Regions from separate parts of the Anas platyrhynchos genome. Here region 2 is linked to region 1. The links are chromatin contacts, called in public Hi-C maps. All regions are on one chromosome and are shown on one strand. Each heading gives the region's core, a stretch centred on a gene start, on an enhancer-like site or on the middle of the called end of the contact. The rest is flanking DNA. Distances are from core to core; before and after follow the strand shown. Region 1 holds the start of HYAL4 (hyaluronidase 4). Region 2 overlaps WASL (WASP like actin nucleation promoting factor).

Region 1 (6,182 bases), core at 628-3,127:
TGTTTTCAAGACTTAAAGGACAACATGACATGGATCTTCCAGTTTGTCTGTAAAACATAACAGAGGAGGCATTAATACTTATTCCATATACATCTATATGAACTGTCATCAGCCATATCTAAGAAACAAAGTGGGCATGATCTATACCAAACAAAGTGGTAGATTTTCAGAGTAAGATCTGTGTATCAGCCCACAGTAGCTTGTCTCATCAGTCCAGGTCTTACTGAAATCATGGAGGATGCTGCCATCACTGCAGAGGGCCCCAGGGTTCCTTAATGGCTGTGGCTGCTGTAGATGAAAAGGTTGATAAAGAAGCAGTTTCCTTATTCTTCAAGCTCTCTTAGTAATAATAAAAGCAACTATAAAATCAAACCTTAGCTTTTATCACTGTCTTTATACTTTGTGAACATCCCTGACCTGCCTAGTACAGTGTCACCCAGAGATAGTCCAAATAGCTCTAAACAAGCACACATATTTTACTCCCATAGTACAGTAACATAAAGGGATACAAGTTCAGACCCCTGACAACAATAAAGCAGATCCATGAAAGCCTGCTCTGAGCTATTTATTAGCCTGGCTGCACTCTCACATTGAGCTAGCGCCTTCCAGACCAGCTCTGGTAGCTCTGCACAGCAACCCATTGTGCAATGTGGACTTTGATGCCAAAGCCTGTGACCACTGCTATGAGCGGAATCATTAGTCACAAGGTCCCTGCTGATTATGTGTGTGTTAAGCAGAAAAAGATACCAGAAGAAGATCAAATATATATATATTTATATGTAAGAAGGAAGAAGAGAAAGAGTGAGAAAGAGAGAGAGAGAGAGATGACCATGAAGATGGTCATCAACCTGCCCACCACAAAAAAAATCAGCTTCTGACCAGTGGCATACCTGAACTTGGTTGAATCAGTGAGCCTGAGTTTTATACACAAGGGCATAGAAACCACTAAGAGCTTAAAGCATTTGTTATATCTGTACAATACCAGATTGGTAAACAGTAATAGAGTCTTCAGCTGTGTTCTCCTTTGCTCACGTAGCAAGTGACCTCTTATAAAGACGTTCCCGTGTACAACAAGGGTGTGTGTCTCTCTGTGAGGATAGCACTGCCACAGCTTCCTCTGCTTTGCTCTCTCACCAGTACAGAAATCACCCACTTGGTCTTATGAACCTTCCAACCCCAGGCTTCCCTTGCCTTCAAAAGCCTGCAGAAATCCCATGTAGCCATATAATCAACTCTGGGGGATGATCATGGATTTGTATTTGAGTCCTACTTGTTGTTCTTCTTCCTCAGTCCTTGCCTACCTGTTCGTTTCTCCTGGGACCGTGACTCACTGGAGGTTAGAACCACAGGTTTTATGTGGGCAGCCAGACTGCTACATATACTAAGGGGAATTACAACTGTATTCCTACCAGTCATCTGTATTATCCTTCCCTTATCTCAAACAACAAAAGCAACCAGATATATCTATGCACCTGGGACAGCTTTATGGGCCTCCCCACGCTCCTATTTATTTGCTATTTGCTAGGACTAGAAAGACCTTATCTCAGGTACCTGCAAATAAATAAATAAATAAATAAATAAATAAATAAATAAATAAAGTAAATAAAGCACATTAACATCCAAACAGCCAACCTAGATATTTTAATAGATACTTTTAGGAGATAGACACTGTGACGTCAGAGAGATCAGAAATGTCCTAGGTGCTCCTTCTCCTTCTGCTGACCATGCAGGCAGTTCCCAGGACACAGCAGTGCAGTGTAGGCATTGCAGAACTCAACATTTCATCAGAGAAATCTCACCTCTGGAGGCTTGCAGTTCATTTAGTGCAGAGGAAGCCCAGGTTTTCAAAACCACTATCCGTATATCCACAAGTAGCATGGTGACATTAATGGGCCTTTTTGAATACAGCTTTAATGAAAAATAGCCTTATTTGCTGAGTATCTTCTCTGAAAGCCTACACCATACCAAGAACTCAAAGTGTGCCCTGCGTGCTCCCCTCTGTCAGCAGAGACATCCCTGTGCCAGAGCATCATTGCTGAGCAGCGTTCCTGCAGCTCTCAGAGAATCAGAGCTGTAAAAAATCCTGCCAGAGGGCAGCACATCCCTACAATTATTTTTTTCTTGAATTGCAGCACTCACTTTTAAATTGCAGCGTGTTAAGTTGCCCCTTTGAGATCTGTGCCACTGTCCTGCCCCCCTGCTCCCGCATCTGTCACAGGCTGGATCGGGGAGGTGCCAACAGCAGGGTTGTTCCTGGAGTGATTTGCCCCAGGATTCAGGGAGGACTTCCCACACAGGCCCTGTCTGCCTTGATTTTTACATGCAAAGGCACAGCAAGCAGCAGAAAAAAAACGCCATGGGGGACTCTCACGGAAAGATATTTCTAGCTGCTCTATTGTTAAAGAGGAAACATTTACCACTTTATATTCCTGTGCAAGGGTAAATTGCTGAGTTCTGACTTCATTCCACTCGATGCGTTGAGCCATCACACAAGCACACACATGCTCCAGCTGGGAGCACTCTGAAGTCACTTGTTTGCAGCTTGCCGAAAGGAATTCCTGTGCCCAGGCTCTGCTCAGGATTTTTCCCTTTAGCCAGGTTTTTCAAATCTGCTTTTAGTACCCCAGGATGACAGCACACGCTAAAATGTTCTGCTAAGTTTGTTTTTGCTAAGTATGTCTTTCAAATGTATCTGTCAGAAGTGACAAAAAAAAAAAAAAAAACAAATAACAACAACAAAAAAAAAAAACAAAATAAAACAACAACAACAAAAAAAAAAAAAAAAAAAAAAAAACAGGATGAGCATATCCTTTTCTACCCCTTCTGCTAATTATATTTTCTGTAAACCAAGTCAATGCAGAGGCAGTCCGTGCTGGTGTCCAGCTGACCCTGAGAATGCACAGTGGGCAGCAATTCCCAGCAAAGAGAAGAAAGTGGAAACCATATGTCTTTATTAGACAGCATGCAGCTCTAGCTGGGACCAAGCAAAACCAGCTCAAAACAGATGGTTCAGATCTGAGCGGATATACAGGGTATTACTTAAACCAGATATTTAAACCACAGAATACTGCTGAAAAAAAAAATAATAATAATAAAATACTGACTAAATGGTAAAGAAACAACTAGGCATTCATCAGATTATGCAAAGCCTGTATCCTTCTCCCCCAGTCCAGTTAGAGCTGAGGAACGTACTTTCAAGCTTTGGTATTTATCTTGTAACAAAAATCCTACTTCAGAGATGTTACACTATTCTTATTGAGGGATTAGAAAAATCGCAGATGATAAATAAAGACAATGATCTTTTCTCCTTTCTGGCTAACATTGTTACACAAGATGACATTGACTCAGCACAACCCTGATGGTCTTAAAACAGGCTGTCTCAACAGGCCAGCCAGTCACTAAATACCCTTATCAAAGATGTGCATGGTTTATAAAACAAGAATTTTCACACCCACAGAGATCCAATAAAATCCTTGGATTTTTACAGAATAATCCTTTTGTTGACTTTTTATCAGCAAAGCTAAAGCTGATGCACTCAGAAGTCTGATGAACTGGAACAAGTTTTGTCCAGCTTAAGGCATGCTGCTAGAAGTGAATCTTGCTTCCTGTGCCAGATCTGCATTTGGAGGCAATATGCTTGGAGGCTGCACAGATGCCCGGAGGCTGGTGACGGAAGAGATGACCCTGAAAGCTCCAGAGACTCCGACAGCTTCAGGGAGGACAGAAAGGGAGGATTCATTACTGTTATCCTCTATGTTCCCTCATAGGGATGAGAGCTCATTAGACCAGTGCATCCATTAACCATTTGCCTGGATGAGATTTTGCAGAGTATCTCTGTTATGTTAGTAAATGCAGGGGACTATGCAGCATAATGAATAATAAAAATGGAGCAGGATCTCACCTCACTGCTGCCTGACGAACTCAGTGATGCTCATGACTGACTGTAGCTGAGACTCAAGCCCTTATAGTATAATGTTTCACTGATCCTGACGAAGGTGCTGAATCCAGAGCAGCATGAACTGTCATGGGACATTTTATAGTGTTTCAAACCCTGGGTAGGGCACCCTGACAATGCTACAAATGAAAGTATGAATCTGTTGCAGAAAAGGTATTTTCCGTAGCACCTGTGAGGAATAAGCTAATTAATGCATCAAAAGCTGTGATCCAGCATTTTAACATGCTAATGGCATGTTGGTATACAGATACTGATAGCAATTTTGCAGTAAATTTTAACCTGTTATGAGGAAAGATTGAGACTAATGAACAGAGGAGAGCAGAGTTTAGCAAAACAGGCCCCAAGTCTGTGTGAGGCTCATCAGGAGCCACCTGGCCTCTGTTATCTCAGCTTCTTTTGCCACCATAGTGGAGTTTTGTCTTTATCTATGTGAGAGTACTTGTAGTCTGGTGGTCTACTAGGTAGCTAGAGTCCTGAATATGGAAAATGAAGAAAATCGATCAAGTGCCCTTATGCCATTTACTTTTCCTCTGGTTCATGCTGCACAGATGTCTCTCACCTGTAGACATTACACCTGGGAGTAGTCCAGCCTGGGAGATTAGGCTCATGCTTAGCCCTAGCAAAGAGGCAGCTGGTTTGATGGATTGATTTAATGTCCCACTGAAACATCCATAAAATCAGTCTTAATGCTTGGCTTTGTGTTTTGGATACCAGTGACGGTCGATTTCTGATATACACTTAAATAATCAAAGAGCTTCTTTAGCCTAGGTCCAGCCTGCCAAGGCTCCCAGTGCTCCATACCACATTTTTCCCTATTTTAAGCCCAAAAGTTTTCCAGTAACTCTCTTTTTCAAAGAGGGTAGCCCTTGCACTGGGAGCTAGAGTTTGGGCACTTATGTTACAGAATAAACATAATGGCCTGAATCCTGAAACAGCCCAACTGATCTGCAGTCCTATCATGCTGCCTTCATGTGATAGTGTATTGGAAAATTGTAATGATTACACCATGTGCAAAGCACAGGAGGTCTACATTCTTTGAGGGTACATCAGCCACAAGACATGAAGCCTGTGCTCAGGAGTTAGGTCAATCTCTGACTCCCAGGATGCCCATCTTTCCTGCCACGCTGCTCATGTATCTGTACTTCAAAATACCCACACCGCGGTTTAGCAGATGTGCTTGGAGGACACAGCGCAGCATAGGCAGCCCCCTGACTTAAGGATGCAGTAAAAACACACTGGAAGACCATTTTAAGACATCAAAACTGCTTGGGCTTTCCCTCTTCAGGGAGCTCCCTCACTTGCCAGAGCATATCTTGTATCCACACAGTGTGGATGGAAAACATTTTTCGACCAGAAATGGTCTTTATGGCGTGTTATTGCCATCCTTTTTCCTGCATTTCTGAGGCTACTGAGAGAAAAGAGCAAATACCAACAGTTCATTGCTGATTTACTATTATTACTCATAGCATTTTAAATTGTTTTGAACCAATTCCCTTAAAAAAAATTAAGGATTTATTTCTATAAGAATTTAGTTCTTTCAATTTTCTTGATTCAGTTGTATGGTAAACCCTAACCACAAAAATAAAAATAGAAAATAAAATAAATAAATAAACAAAATAAAACGTTTTGGCTGTTCTGAGCATATCTTTCTCACAGAAATTAAACAAAAGGGTAGCCCAGCACAACAGCAGGGAGTTGACTTTCCTCCCACCAACTTTCCCGCAAGCCCAGCAGTTGCTTTGCGTTTGCACTGGGATAAGAACGGCCCCCTGGACCGTGCAGAACAAACACCCACACGCTCGCAGCAGTGATTACAGCTTGCACCCAGCACCAGCACATTCGGGTGACATTCCTTTCTTCCCACTCCTACAGAATAACTGTAACGCAGCAGCAAAAATAAAACAGGCATTTGATTCTTTCCCCAACCCCCCGCGCTGCTGAGTATTACATTAGAACTAAATGTTATTTTTGGAGGGAATACAACAATTCAGTGTTGTCAATCCAAGGGATTATTGCAATTATTTTAAGACAGGAATTGTGTAAACCCCTGGTAAGCCTCGTGTATGGATTGGTTTCGAACAGGAGACTTTGAACAAATCTAATGAGCCTGACCAGAGGCATGCTGGTGCAGCCTCTTGATCTAGCTCTCATCTGCAGCCGTATGACCCACTGCTTCCAAGGGAGCACAGAGAGGGGATTTTAAGGAATTGCTGCAGAGTATCCTTGC
Region 2 (6,631 bases), core at 524-3,023, 100 kb after region 1:
AGATCAAGAACCCTATTCACAAGAGTACTATTTGAATAAGTGGACAGAAAATGGGATTCTCATTTCACAGCTCACATGTTCATGTTGTACTTTATAGTGCAGTAAACCTTGGCATATCTGCCTATTACAGAATACTAATCTGTGCTGTGCAGGTATTCAATATCTGCAGCATAAATTACTGTACTTACTGTAATTTTCAGGTAGAAAATCTTTCTAAAAACACTATCTGACACAGAATGTTTAGTTAAGTCAGTCATATTTGGAGCGTAGTTAATGCGTAGCGTCCTGGGACTGTAGTCAAGGTATCAAACTCAATTTAAGTTATCGGAATTGTGTCGACTGAAACCCAGCGATGACCTGATCTTGACAGGCTGGACCTGCATGATACGGCTTGGATTTCTAACCCAGTTATAACCTAGTCTTTAGCAAATTAATTTAGTTACGTGAGAAGAAAGGAAAGTCACTGACAAGTAGTGGGAGGGGTAAGGTTGTAGTTAAATTTTTCAGAGGATGCTAACTTCCTTCCGAGAGTAATTTAAGCACATAACACTAGGAAAAACTATTTCCAAGTGATGTAATTTCCTTGCAGTAACTCTCTTATTGCACTCTGCTGCTGGAAACACTTCCTACGAGCTTTGCTGCTGTAATGGCTTGAGCATTGGATCAAGTGCAAGTGCAGCCAGGGGTAGCTAACAGCAGCGGAGTTGAGAACTCGTGTAGAAGGAAAATATTTGTATGGCTTTCATAAGCTCTGGTACTGCTCCCTCTTTGTTATTGCATATAGGGCATTTTAAAATTAAGCAGATGAGGCCTAGAGGTTTTCCTAACATGCTACTTACTAGATATGTTTAGCTGTTATGTTCCCAGAGTTGGAGTTTCTGTAATATAGTTAATTATTAAGTATCACAGTTCATTAATCAAATTTCTGTTCCAGGTTTTGGGAGCTCTGAAGTTACGTTATTGAGTAAAACTTTAATTTGTAGATACTGGCCAAAGACAGCTTCTGTTTTTTCATTTCCTTTTTCTTCACGCAGAGAGTACACTCATATTCTGTGGTGTCCAGGTTAATATTTACTTTAAAATAGTGTATGTACATGATAAATTTCGGGCATAAAGACTGCAACAGCAGTTAAGTTAGTCATAACTGCATGCTTCAGCACTCCGCCACTTGCACTACAAGCAGAAGATAGCATTTCATGATACTGGTGCATTGTTGCTAAACATTGTAATGAAGGCCTCTCGTATACTCTGGTTAAATGACTGTCCAGATAGCCTTAGCAATTAACAAACTAGCATGAGGCTTTTGTATTTCAACACTCTATGTGCATAGACAATATCAGCTAGCCACTTGTACGTATGAAATCTGTAAGAACTTCTCAATCATTCAGTTTTCCATTTATCAAACTGAAATTTTTAGTATGTGAATTTTTGAAATGTACAGTGAATAGGATGTTGCACTGGTGGCAATTCATCATGGAGCATAATAAAATTAATTTGACCCAACTAGCGTAAAACTGTGTGGTTTTTAAGTGCTAATTGTGGCGCAGCGTTTAAAATAGATGTACATCTTGCTTACACGCTTCAAAAGCCATTTTGGTTGCCTAGCCAAGTTCACGAAGCAGTAAATAGCGGCTGTCAAATCACAGCGGTTTTGATGTCTGGAAAGTTGGATTGTGCTAGTGAATAAACACAATGAGTAAGAATGTGACACCCCGTGCTCCTGGCACATCTGACAGCTGCTCAGCAGCTTCTCTGGAAACAGCTACTGCTGCAGGCAAGTGCAATAATACGGCAACATTTCAAGGTCAAACAAACAGGGCTCCATTAATCCAGAGTGAATACTAACTAGTTAACTCTTCGCAATGAATGCTGCGACTTAGGAAGTTTTTAGAGATGTGAATCCTTGTCTTGTATGCTGCAGTACTTGGGCTTAGGACACTTCAGCCTGGTTTCCTCTAAACCACCTGAAGTCTGGCATTTTGAGTTTTTATCTGGTGTGTGCTTTCTTCTGAAGCTTATTGCTTCTCTGGTGTTTAGGCTGTAAGTGGAAGACAAAGTTGAAATTGTTGTGTAGAGGGTGTGCTGATTAAGTATATAAAGTTCTCTCTGCTCCATGACATGAAGCTTAAAAAATGTATTTGCAGAACTTCTTTTTTCTTATTTTTTTTCTTTGACAGTGGTTGCTTTCCCAAGTAAGATGTATGTAAAGAGGAAAAAGGAGATGTTCTTTTGTTTATAAGACTTACTGATCCATTGCAACAGCCTCTATCTAATCATTAGAGGAATTCCTGGTCTAATTAAAGCTCCTGAAGCTCAAGTACAGCGATAAGCAGCTTTATTTATAGAAAAGTGTAAATGGGTTAGGGAAGCTTAGAAGATACTAAACCTCTCTCAAGGGCCAGAGCTATCCTCTAGCACAGCAGTAGGGATGCCTGTTGCTCTGTATTTGTTTGTTGCCTAAAGTTTTCTTGCAAGCAAAAAAGGCACAGGGCAATGTAAAGTGGAACAGAAGCTGCGGAGGTTTAGTGTGCAGATTTGAGATTGGTTCTGGGTGACACCAGCCCCACGCTGTTCTCTAAGGTGGTGGTAAAAGCATGAGGATGTCTGCACAGTTACAGGGGAGACTTGATTATATCAACTAACTACTACAGCACATGTATTTTTTGTTTGAAGAAAAAAAAACATTAGTTGGAAATCACTGGTTTCAAAAGGGTGAACACGTTGAGAAGAGAAATAGTATTGTTGCATCAATACTGAAATACAAATAGATGTTTTTGACAAATTTTATTTTGTGCTGAATTTTACAGTATTTGCAGAGCAACCTGCTCAGGTGAGCCTGAATAGTGATTTATCAGTTCTTCAAGTTTTTATTCTAGTGGGGTTTAGGGTAATGCCTGCAGGACTTGCCCATCTTTAAACAGCTTAATACGTGCTTGCACTGGAGAATCTAGGTATTTTACATTTATTGTATTCTATTGGTTAGTGCTGACAAACACAGTCTGTTTTACTAGTGATCTGAAAAGTTCTTAGAGTCTTTTTGGAGTGAACTTAAGCCATTATTTTGTGCTTTTCCCTCCCTGAATGTTAATTGTCTCTTCTGAGTTTTGTTTTTCCAGCATTATGAATTTTATACTTGCTACTTCAGGACTGGTGGTGTGCAAGGTTTTCTGAGAAAAAGCTTCAGAACTTATAAAAAATACAGAGGAAGTTCTATAAGAGCAATAACCAATGTTATGTTTTTGTATGCCCCAGCTGGGGGACACAATAGTATCTGGAGTTTAAGGCTTGGGAATAAGAAATATAATGCGTGTATCATATATCAGACACAAAGTATTTGCTTAAATGCCATCGGCAGGCACACAGAATCGCAGTTGGCTCTTATGAATGTTGATGCCAAAAACCAGGCAACTACCAGAGCAGCTGAGCTGGATTTGGAGCCCTCTGTTGTGAGGTGGGGCTATCTTGTATGCTCAGGGTTCAGACTGCTCGGAAGCTTGTGCCTTTTTCTCAGCCCCCACCTCATTTTTACTGGATGCTACCATACAATTAACACCTTAATCCGTACAGAATAGATTACTGAAATTTACCTTCTGTCCCCAAGATGTGTAAGAATGAGAGTACTTCAGGAGAACAAGCAAACCACTCTGGTATCTGTTATGTTAAACAGTGGTCAGGCCTGGATTTGATATTTTTTACTATGCTAATAGTGGATTATCTGGTACAAAATCAAATAGCAAGGTCTTTGTATCAAAATTGGTGTCCAGATCACTTAAAAGAGAAACTATAGACGGTGATACTGCTGTTGGGTATGCTTTTGAAATGGGCATGCTATTGATTAGTACTCAGGATTGCACCCAAGCCGTATCTGTGCAACATGTTGCCCTTTTCATATGTGAAATCAATATAATTCTTGGGTGAAAAGTGTAGCAAATGGTACGTGGACCTTTTTATTTCTCCACCATGCCTACATTTTGCCAAACAAATAATACATTTTTAGACATATTTCTAGATGACCTTTCCAACACTTGTGTCTGAGAGGCAGGCATACTGTGGTTTAGAGAGGGAACTACTGATTTTCTTGGCAGGAGGTCTCCCTGCAGACTCTGTGTTCTTAGAAAAGTATTTGAATATAGCACATTACGTTGGTGATGTGTTCCTCAGCCAAACGACCTGTCACATGTGGGTTACTGCTTATGGAGAGAATAGTTCTTATGATTTTATTAATAATAATTTACCATAGTTCTTTATGAATTACCCCAATTCTAATGCAAGCTATCACATAAAGCAGAATTCTTACCAGGCTAGGAAAAAAGGAAAGTTACCAACAGAATTAAGTCCTCAGCAAGGTGCCTGGGAAGCAGGAACATCCCTACTGCTGGGATTAGTGGCTAAAACTGAAATAAACACATACCAAGAGTGTTCAGAGATCTGGAGAAAAAAAAAAAAAAAAGAGTTGACTGCAACTCTGCAGAAGGAACTATAGAGTCCAGTAGAGCAAGACAAAGAAAAACATTTTATAATATCATTCTATAGTGTTTAAAATGGTTTCCTTTGTGTTATAATGTTCTCTCTGCCGGCATTGCAGAAGCTAGGATGGCTTTCTGCAAGATGGCTTTCTTGCTAAACGTCCTACCCAGATAATTTATCTTTTTCTCACAGATACGCTGTCCTATCTCAGCCCTCACTCCTCTCAGGCATTCTGGTCTTCACTACAAACGTCTTAACTCCTGAACATCTTTCCAAACTTTAACTCCAAGGTAGTAGTACACTTGCCTGAAAAATACTTTCAGCAGCCTCCACAGCATGTGGGTGCAGCTGTAATACATGAGCTGTTTCAAAGTGAACAGAAGTTGTCCTGCTGTGGACACCTCGTGGTAAAAAATGGTCTTCTCTATGTATTTATCTGAAGGATGCTCAGAGGTAGAGAGAGCTCTGTGTTGATTGCAGTCGTGGGCAGCGTGAGAGATGGGTGGCTGGTAAAAGGGCAGCTGTAATCCAAGCTGCATTTTTCAAGGAGTCAACCCAACATACATCTCCGTGGGCACAGAAAACAAAAAGAGCAAATACTGCTCTTACTTTGCCTTTCTTTCTGGTAGCCTGGTTCATCAAGTATGCAGACTCTAGGCTGTGGAGCTCAGGAAATCACAGGGACCACGGGCAGTGACTGGCCAGGGTGGTGATCGCTTCTGTGAGAGGAATCTGCCTCCTCAATCTCTGTCCAGTCTGGAGATGGTACCTGGATCTCAGATCAGTTTAGAGCAGTGTTCTTTGTACATCTATCTGTGTACATCACAGATGCTAGCTAACCAAGAAATCTTCAGCTACACTGTAGTGTAAGGTATTTAGTGAGACCTGTGCATTCTGCCAACTGGAATCACTGCACTGTTACCTGCAGACAGAAGGGACCTGCCTCCTGCAAGGCTGTGGCTGTGGCCCCCTGGTTGGAATCAAGTGCTGTGCTCATTGAAGTTGTTAGTCATGTTTCCACTGTCAGAACAGCCTTTCTGTGAGACCTGAAATCAAGGAGAATGAGTGAGGTACAAGATGAGATCATTATAGACCTTCATAGTTCCTGACCGATGCAACCAGACTCCTTTAAAAATCCCTTATGTCCCTCCCCAGACTGCTTTCAGCACTAAGCCTCCTGCCTTCAGCCCGCTCCTCACACGTCCCATCTCTGCACAGACAGAAGTCTAACCTCAAGCAGATCATCTCAGTGCTCTTTTGGAGGCAACTCCAAAGAGCAGTGCCCACCATGGAGGACTCAGCATGGGACAGCATAGTGTACAGAAGCCCAAAAGGAGCCCAAAAGGAGCACCCTATGGGCCATGTCCCCATGCAGCAGGCCCCACAGCTCAGATTCAGAAGCACCACCACATATTTTGGAGGAAAAATGATCCATGGTTTATGGTGTTGGTTATGAATTTGAGGTTTGGCTGCATTGTCCCTCAGAAATGGATGATGTTTTACTGAGGAAGCAGGGTGGGATTCATCCCACAATAGGCACCCCCACTGGTCCCGCTTGGTCACCCTTCAGAGACTGATCACAACAGCTCATCTCAGCTGACTGTAGAGTGTGGGCACCCACTGAGCAGGAGCATATGCTTTAAGGACTTAGATGTAGGTGTCTTACCTGAAGCCAAATCTCTCCCCACCTTGTTCTGTGCCTCGGTAACCCACCTGTATAATGGGGGTAAACACAGAGCAAAGTTAATGCAGATAAATACATATCACAGAGTGGGTGAGGTTGGAGGGCACCGTGGAGGTCATCTGGTCCAGCCCCCTTCTCACGCAGGGCAATTACAGACCAAGGGACTGCTATCCACAGATGCTGAATTTTTAAGTTATCTTGATTCCCAGATTGGAAATGCTGGGTAAGTTTTTATTATTATTTCTATTAGGCCTGATTTTCAGAAGTGGCAGATTGGGTCATGCTCTGGTGTTGCCTTGAAGCGTGCTTTTGAATTTAATCTCTTGTGTGATCAGAATGCAGCATGCAGTTCCCCACGGGTTTAGTTTTACTCAACTACCTACAAAAGATGTGACCTGCAAACAGCATTTGGGACTTGGAGCTGCAAGGCAGCTGCTAACCCTGTGGTTTACAAGCGACATGTCCTCCTGGGCTCAGCAG

What was found. A called contact is a pair of places that touch in the nucleus more often than the background predicts.
Region 2: a contact with region 1 is called in a Hi-C map of skeletal muscle, with 2.8 times the contacts expected there. The contact joins the enhancer-like site here to the promoter of HYAL4 in region 1. A contact is called at or near these places in 2 of 8 Hi-C or Micro-C datasets (skeletal muscle and subcutaneous adipose tissue).

Annotation. Positions count from the first base shown.
Region 1 is chr1:23,301,900-23,308,081 of IASCAAS_PekinDuck_T2T, forward strand. It overlaps HYAL4 (hyaluronidase 4), which reads right to left and starts at 1,878. Exons shown (of 8, transcript XM_005031695.2): 1 at 1,800-1,878. The coding sequence starts at 1,878.
Region 2 is chr1:23,406,263-23,412,893 of IASCAAS_PekinDuck_T2T, forward strand. It overlaps WASL (WASP like actin nucleation promoting factor), which reads left to right. Exons shown (of 12, transcript XM_027458119.3): 12 at 1-1,503. Among named protein-coding and RNA genes, the nearest start is that of LMOD2, 23 kb to the right of the region's middle. Within about 2 kb of position 1,774, at least 2 of the 8 cell types and tissues checked have an H3K27ac peak or open chromatin away from gene starts, as enhancers often do.